2 separate regions of the Drosophila melanogaster genome follow, and region 1 is linked to region 2. A link is a contact called in public Hi-C data. All regions are on one chromosome and are shown on one strand. The core of a region is the stretch at or near the end of the contact, and the rest is flanking DNA. Distances in the headings are between cores, read along the strand shown.

Region 1 (4,304 bases), core at 1,271-3,770, 37 kb after region 2:
AGCCCATGAGGTCAGGAAACCGGCTCCAACCCGATTTCCTTCACAACCCAAGAGCTCAGTAGGAAACGCGGCTTAGGACTTAATTTCCTGTTTCCACTCACAACAGGCGGTTTCCCATCGGAATCTCTAGTACATAGCTAGTCTCCTCGGCCTAGTTAAACAAGCAAATAGGGAAAGAACGGAAGATGTACCGTAATTAAATGTGCCCATACGCAATGATGTTTGGGTGGTGAACAGCTTTCTCCGAGCCGTATTTGCCTGGGAGGGGTTTATTTGCAAATCCTTTGAGTGACTTTAAGCCATCGTCACCCCATGCAAATACACTTGGCTAAACAAGCCAAAAAGAGAACACCTGGAGATCCCGCTACAGCAGCTCTATTTCTTGCTACGGCAGCTGCTGTACAAAATCCCTAATTAAATGCAAATTACAAAATGTTTCAATGCAGTGCTGAACGGGACGGGAGTAAATGACAAGTGGTGTTGTCATCGCAAGTTGAAAATTGTAATTTTTCTGCTTATTACAATAATTATGCCGGCTAAGCAGCTGCAGCCAAAGACGTGTCCTTGTCTGGTGTCCTGGTATTCACGTTTAGTCGCTTTTTTTTTACTCCTTTTTTACGTGGCTGAATTGTTTTCTTATCATTAGTGCTGATGAAATGTAAGCCAAGGAGAATGCCAAAGTTTTTGTCCTTGCAGCTTAATGACAGTTATTTCCGCTTCCCTCAGACAGCCCTAAAGTCAAAGCCGGGCAGCCAGTTCACGACTAACGGCTACCGGGTACCGACGCTCCCAGCTCCCGGATTAAGCTTACTTTTAGCTGCCCCACTGGTAGATGAAAATTCTTTCCAGTTCAATGCTTTAGTGACACTTCCTCATTGAAAAATTTTATTTCCAAGAGTTCTGCGATTTATCCTTTGCTTATATCAATACAACCGGTAGGACCGTGAGTCGAGTCAAAAACAAAAGAGAATGCTATAGTCGAGTTCCCCGAGGGTCGGAAACGACAGTTACATACTAAGAATGTAGTATATCCTTTTACTAAACGAGTAACCGAGTAATGGTTGCATGCGAAAAGGATTGTTTCTGTTTTGCTTAATTGTACTTATTCGTCATCAGATGAATTGATTATTCGGATTATTGATATTGTAATATATATAAATGATATTGTTTTATTTTGACGTCTGCTACACCGATCTTTTGCCGTGTTAAATTGAAATTCGATTCCTTCTGCTTCAAGCTATCGCTTTATAGTTAAGCTGGGGAAAGCATCGTCTCTGTCTGCCTTTAATAATTTGGGTTTATCTAATTGATTGCATTAATGCGTTTCTGCATTCTATCTAGTACTTTGTTTTAATTTTCTCAAATGCAGTGAATTTACAATAAATTTAAATGAAACTGATGTAATGTTCTCCTCAAATGAATGAAATATGAATGAATATAAATATGATTCGACCAATATCTACCACAAATTTGTTAGGTGTGATTTTAAAAGGCCTTTTGGTTTTTCTATGTTCTGTTTTAGCCAAATTGCATAATAATTTCTCTGCGTGCACTTTAAATAATTTTAAAATCTTTGCCGCTCTCAATATAAATGGTAAATTTTCTATTTAAAATTTTGTTTAATAAATTTTAATTTTAATTCTCGATAATGCATCGGAAGCTGAATTCTCTCTTTAATATTAATTAATTAATATAATATATTATATATTAATATAATCGATTTTAAAGTGGCATTCGTTTAATTTGGCTCTCCATCTTTGCAATTTAGCATCCGGTTTCTTTAAAGTATGCAGCCATATGGTTGATGGTCACTTAATTCTGTGATATCATGATGAGCCAAAATAGTAAATAATTGTATTGGTAGTTTTCTAATAAGTATTTTAATGAAGTTCTCCAGGAGCTTGTAGTTCGGTGTTTGAGTTTTGAATTCTGCGAGTAGTTTTAATTTTTATGGTTTAAGTAAATATCTTTTTAAAGTGTTCTTTTATTTGTATTTTGATGTTGTGAATATTTATTTCTAACTAAAGTGCCAACCACTAGAGGGTATGTGTTGTGCTTGTGCTGTAGCCCAAACATTTTCTAATACCGAAAATGGCTGGTGGAAGCCAGTAATTTAATTTGTACAAAAATCCAGCCCAGTGATAGCCAAGATGTCTAAGAAAGGATAGGAAAAGAAGCTCCTCAAGACCAAGTAGCAGCAAGATCGCAGCCAGCGCCACCATTAATGCCGTCCTTTGAATTGACTGAAGTACCCTCACTGTAATGCCCTCCAATAATGTTAATAATAATTTTTCACAGAAGAGGCTAAATTAATTTTACATTTAGGGCCACAAATTCAAAATCGTGTTTAAAACAATTTAAATTAGTATGTTTATATTTATGCACGTGTTCAGAACAAATTTTACATTTACATTTTACATTTTATGTTTAAAATTAAAATGTATAATGCTTTATACATCTGAGTAAATTTCTCTAGGGGATCCATGAGTCGTCAGAGGGTCTACGTTGTGCAAAGTGTAGCATACTTGTAGGGATCACATTTTCTGTTAACTGATCTTTGGTAGGAATTGTATGTTGGGTGGGGGGTCATTGTTTGTCCTTGTTGTTCTGTCGTCCGTTAGTCCCATAGTCGGTTTTTTTTGTGGAGATCCTATCAATCCTATCACGGAAATTAAATTAAAGTGCTAATATGCTAATACATACATTATTATATGCTGATACATTTTCCATATTCCATTTTATTTTTGTTGCTAATCGATAAAAATTTACAAGACTAATAAAAATAAGAAAAAATATCAACACCTTTTTTAAAAGTGTGGGAGTGGCAGTTTTGTGAGCTTTGAGGGTGTTAGAGTGAGCGTGGCCACTTGGATCAACAAACTTACGCGTCTATGTCTCTAGAATTTTAATCTCAACCTTCTAGTTATTATAGTTCCTGAGATCTCGACGGTCATACGGACAAACGGACATGGCTAATTTGACTCGTCTATTGTTCCTGATCAAGAATATATATACTTTATATAGTCAGAAACGCTTCCTTCTACCTGTTACATACTTTTCAAAGAATCTAGGTACTCTACGAGTAACGGATATAAAAATAGCTAAGCTTATTAGCTCAACAACTAAATGAATTCACAAATGAATTTCACTTTCTTAGGTTGGTGGTAATAAAAGTGCGTTTGCCTGAGCTTGTACTTAGTACAAGTTCTTAGTTCGAAATTTAATTTAGGCTGCAGAAATGGGACAAATTGAATTGTTTCTGGCCCTACTCTCAATGTTTGTGTAGTAGTAAGTAAGGTAATCAAGTACACGCTCTGTCCCTCCGTATGAACGTGGAGATCTCAGGAGCTATATGAACTAGAATACATATATAAAACTTCCGAAACGGTCACGACCTTTGAAAATTTTATGTTACTTGTTGAGTAAAAGGGTATATTCGACTCTTTAAAACGTATGTAACAGTCGTTTCCAACCCTATAAATTATATATATTCAGGATTAATAGCCAAGTCTATCTGGCCATGTCCGTCTGTCCGTATGAACGTCTAGAACTATAAAAGCTAGAAGGTTGAGATTCTGCATACAGATTCTAGAGACACAGACGCAGCGCAAGTTGCCACTCCCACTCTAACACCTACAAGGCGCCTTATATTGCTACGGCAATTTAATTTAATTTAATTTTATTCACCAAGATCTATTGATATACCAGAAAAATTATGAAATTTCGCGTTTGCATTCAAACTTTCTGAGTAATGGGCATCTGATAGTCGGGGAAGTCGATTAAAGCATTCTCTTTTATTTTATTTTTCCAAAAGCATTTAAAAATGTATCGTCGCAATATCGTTAATACTAGTATTGTTTAAGACGAGAACAGCTTCAAAGAAGCTGTTTTTCCATCTATTGATATTTAAACATGTGTTTTGGTGTAATTCGTAGAATTGGACATTATGAAGTTAGTTATAGAAGGAAGCTATTGCTGGTATACAGAAGACGGCGGCTAAAACTAGTATATTAAATAGATTTTAATCAGTCATCGAACAGCTTTAAGCACTCAATGCAGGCCATCACAGTGTTTGTTATCATTATCCTAGGCGCTTATAGCAGTCATATGATAACCAGAACAGCAACCAAGGGAGAGGTAACCCCAAAAGTCTTGGCAGTCCCTACGATTCAGCCGTTGACGTCAGCCCCTTTATCTCTGCCCGGCAATAATAACACTTTGCTATCTTCTGGGCTCAAGAAACCGGAAGAATTTTCATCCACATCGATGCTGAATCCTCTACACCTTCAGCGCTTACCAAATCG
Region 2 (4,407 bases), core at 447-2,946:
CTCTTATATCGTAAATTCTACACAAAATTATTTATCTTCCAGTAATTATACTCGTTACTCGTAGTATAAAAGAGTATATTAGATTCGTTAAAAAGTATTTAACAGATAGAAAGTATTCATATTATTGATCAGGATCAATAGCCTGTCCGTCCGTTGAACGTCGAAATCTCAGGAGCTATAAGAACTAGAAGGTCAAGATTATGCATACAGATTCTAGAAACATAGACACAGAGCCAGTTTGCTTCCACGCCCACAAGTCGGGCAAAACTGTCACGCCCACACTTTTGAAAACTGTTTTGATATTCTTTCATAGTTTTATTAGTCTTGCAAATGTGTATGGTTTTGCAAAAAAACTTTTAAAAAAGTTTTGATATTTTTTCATCTTTTTTAATTATAAATTTTTATCGATTATGCCACACCCACTATCGACCGTAAGCCGCAGAAACCTGTCACGGACACACATTTGAAAAATATGTTATATCTTTTTTTCACATTTTTATTAGTATTGTAAAATTCTATCGATTTGCTACAAAAACTTTATGCCACGCCCACTCTAACGACCACAAACCTCCCATTTCTTCTTGTCCAATATCTATCGATGGTCCTAAAAAATTATGAAATTTCGCGTTCTCACTTCCACTAGCTGAGTAAAAGGTATTTGATATTCGGGGAACTCGTGCGTTCTCTCTTCTTATTTATTTAAAACAAGAGAGAACAATAGTCGATTACTTTCGACTATCAGATACCCGTTACTCAGCGAATTTTGAGATTTTTTTTGTCATTTCGATGGAAATTTACATTTATATAACAAAATGAAATGAAAATCAAATCCCTTTTCACAACTGAGAGCAGGATACCTGGCCAATAAACGGTTTCATGGCGTCTGGATAGGCTTGCGAACGCACTAACTTGCATGCGAACGGACAGGCGGACAGATCAAGATTATATGTATGTGTGTACTCCAGTAAACTTATAATTATTATGTTAGTCTAAAACCTTAATGCGTTGGAGATTTACAATAAATGTATGTACATATGTACATAGTCATGAATTCTTTAAATTCCTCGAAATTGTTCCGATACGGGAATCGACCCCCCTATATTAATTGAAGCTGATATGGCCGAAGTGCAGCGTATTCTGCCAAGAAACGCTATCCAAGTATTTTGGTACGTATGTATGTATGTACATACATGTGTATATGGTACATTCATGTAGTACATACATACATATGTATGCAAGTACGTACGAACGCTCGACAATTCCTCTGCTAAAACCAAATGCGAACGCGTCAACGGATTTTTGTATTACACACATTTTCTGTTGTTTCGTTCTGCGCGTTCTCCCTGTTGTGTGTGTGTGTGTGTGCGACGCCGCTTTTCGCTTGCTTTTACTTTCTGTGGCTTGTGATTGCGATTAAACGGGGTTTCCATCCGGCGAGTCGCGCTCTAGGCAGCGCCCGGAGAGCGCTTTAGACCTATATGTCTGGATCAGATAACGGGAACGGTGGCAGCGAGCCACGGCCGGAGAGAGACAGAGAGCGCAAAGAGCTATAGCTGGCTCTCATGTCGATGTCGAATGCGCGTGATTTTTTGGCTCTGAATGCGGGCTTGCTGCCAACTGCGCTGCCGGCTCGGCGTCGACGACGGCTGAGCGCAGCCCGCTTGCCGCGGTGGTTGTTATTTTCTGGTCTTGGTTTTTAGTTGCCGTTTAAACTTGGTCGTGAGAGGGTAGCAGCCCCGTTATCAGCCGACCGCGATCGCGTCCGAACTAAAGAGTACTGTGGAGCCCTGGCCAGTTCAAGCCTTCAAATCCTCCAGAACATTCTGATGGCGCCCGTGAGCGGCTGTTTGCCCACCGCCACCCACTCGCTGCAGGACATGAGTGCTGCCGCCGCGGCAATCGCTCTTGACATGAAGCCCAAGTTGGAGCCCCACCCCCTGGCCGCCGCAACTGCCATGCCCTCTCAGAAGATAAAGAAATGTGCGTACACAGATTTATTCCCCACATTCATGCAAACATACGTACATACATATGTATATATGTACAATTTTTATGCAAAATGCAGTCGAAAGTCGATACGTCGAACAAGCAGTAGAATTTATTTTATCTCTTCATTGCCTATTCAAATAGTTCGGTTCACCCTATGTGCAATGTACATACATATACGTACATACGTATGTATGTACATTTGGGTTAAAAAAGTTCGACTTATAGAAGTTTTGAGGTGCCTGTACCGTGCTTTCTTAAAATATTCGACTGTCGAGACTCGAGGACTTATATTATTTGCATTCATTTTTGTGTCCCAACAGTGGTTCGGCGCAACGCCTCCGACAAGCTGAAGCTCATCCAAATGGTGCACGACAATCCAATTCTCTGGGACTCCCGTCTCCCGAATTTCAAGGGCGCCGAAGAAGAAAAGAACCGAGCCTGGGAGCACATAGGCCGCGAGTTCAACGCTCCCGGGCGTCGCGTTGCACGGGCCTTCAAGTCCTTGAGGGAATCCTACCGCCGTGAACTCGCCCACGTCAAGCTAATGGGCAATGGCTTCAAGCCCAAGTGGAGTCTCTATGAGGCCATGGATTTCCTGCGCGATGTCATCAGAGAACGAAAGTAAGTATAAGGAATAGTATTTTAGTGAACTGGTGACCAGGTGATTCTCTTAAATTTAAAACCGTCAAGGAAGTTTCATGCCAATATCGACTCCTGGGGTTGACCAGTAATATAGAGCCCGTTATGAATTTTGCATTCTCTGCTTGACCCATTATTGCCACACCACAAATCATGTCACTAAAAATGATCTTCATCCAAATGGCTTTACAAAAGCAAAAGCAATAATAGAACACGAGAGAAGAGCGCTTAAATTTAAAATTTGACAGAAATACGAGTCATTCTTATAATCGAATAGTAAAGTACATGAAATTCTATATCAACGAATAATTATTACAGAACGTATTGCACTTATTTCCAAGTTTTCTTTTAATCTTTCTAGGCAATATTTACCTTTCCCAAAATGATCTTAATTAACGTACTTATTCTTATCCTCTGCTTTTTGGAGATCGATACCAAAACAAATCTAAAAGTGGAACCGTTATTTCTCAAAAGTAATGCTCCCTTACGACTACAGTTCTTCAATAATATCGTCTTACACTCTGAACATTATTTGTGTCAGGAGTACATTTGGCTACTTATATTACAATGAGTTTGATAAGCCGTCACTAACCATACAACCATCGAACAACGGTCAAAGTTTGGCTTGAGTCGTGAATAACAGTTTTCGGTTTAGATTGGTCTTCTGTTTTGGTCATACACGGATTGATTCATGCGAAACAAATACATGCATCAGTTTGAAGACTAGCTAACTTATACACAATAATAATGTGACTCACCTTTCCAACGATCATTTACATTGGTCGAAGGTATTGTATGCTTTCCAGTCCTGTGTCTGAAAGAGGTTTTTCCGAATCTGCCCCCCTAAAAATATGTGTGCTTGTCAGTAGTCAGTCAAGCGAACAATGTTGTTTAGCTTGGCTCAATCAAAAATAATTATTGCAGGAAATTCCAAGAATCTTATCATTTTATGCGAGTAGCCACTTCAGCTTATGTACACTGAGAAGTGTATGAGTTTGTGAGTCATGGCTTAGATCTAATGTTGGACAAAATATGTCAATAAATTTATTTCAAAAATCATAGAATCACGGACTTCGTAAAGATCTGACAATTTAAATAAATTGAGAATTCGGAAATATGTTCAGATCGAATAGACAATACATACAATTGTCACATAAAAAACATGTGATAAGTTTAGCATAAAGTTATTCGAACCGTAACTACGAAATTCCACTTCCATTCGAGCCTTCGTACAAAACTCATCCCTTAGCCCAGTCGATTTGCATAAACGCCCAACAATTCGAGCAAATCTCAGCACCGTGTCTGAGAAAACATCTGCCCAGCGAAAAAGAATAGCAAAAACAAGGCAAGGGGGCATATGGACACTAAGGAGCGGTAATGTGGAAAAAACCAATCCGAACAAAGGAATGACCGGGCCAGAGACCCGCAAATGGTCTCAGTCGAGAGTCTGCCCCGTCCAATGTTCTGGCTCATATGGAGCCGTGCTCGAGCTGCGGGTGTGTGTGTGTGTGTGAGTGTGTGTACTTTATGTACATATTTATATGAAATAAGGCCATTTCCTTTCAATTGACTGTACCCACATGGGCAACAAGCAGTCGACGGCCCCGACACATGCCCGCGCACACTCACCCATGGTGTGTGTATATATTTAAATTTTTATTATTGTGAGCTGATAACAGACAGCTCAACGGGCCCGGCCAGTCGGGCAGCGCTTGAGCCGGAGCTATAGCCGCAGCTATAGCCACAGCCATAGCCATAACACAGATCTCGCCAAGCGGC

The links. Hi-C and Micro-C count contacts between places; a contact is called where the count stands out from the background.
Region 1: a contact with region 2 is called in a Hi-C map of the Kc167 cell line, with 3 times the contacts expected there. A contact is called at or near these places in 25 of 107 Hi-C or Micro-C datasets (the Clone 8 cell line, the Kc167 cell line, the ML-DmBG3-c2 cell line and 10 more) and 1 of 7 datasets of targeted methods (the Kc167 cell line).

Annotation. Positions count from the first base shown.
Region 1 is chr3L:22,979,766-22,984,069 of dm6, forward strand. No RefSeq gene overlaps it. Among named protein-coding and RNA genes, the nearest start is that of CG32457, 5.7 kb to the right of the region's middle.
Region 2 is chr3L:22,943,961-22,948,367 of dm6, forward strand. It overlaps Mes2 (Mesoderm-expressed 2), which reads left to right and starts at 1,697. Exons shown (of 3, transcript NM_168979.4): 1 at 1,697-1,980; 2 at 2,310-2,610. The coding sequence starts at 1,827. It overlaps mir-9388 (mir-9388 stem loop), which reads left to right and starts at 1,156; the gene lies at 1,156-1,247.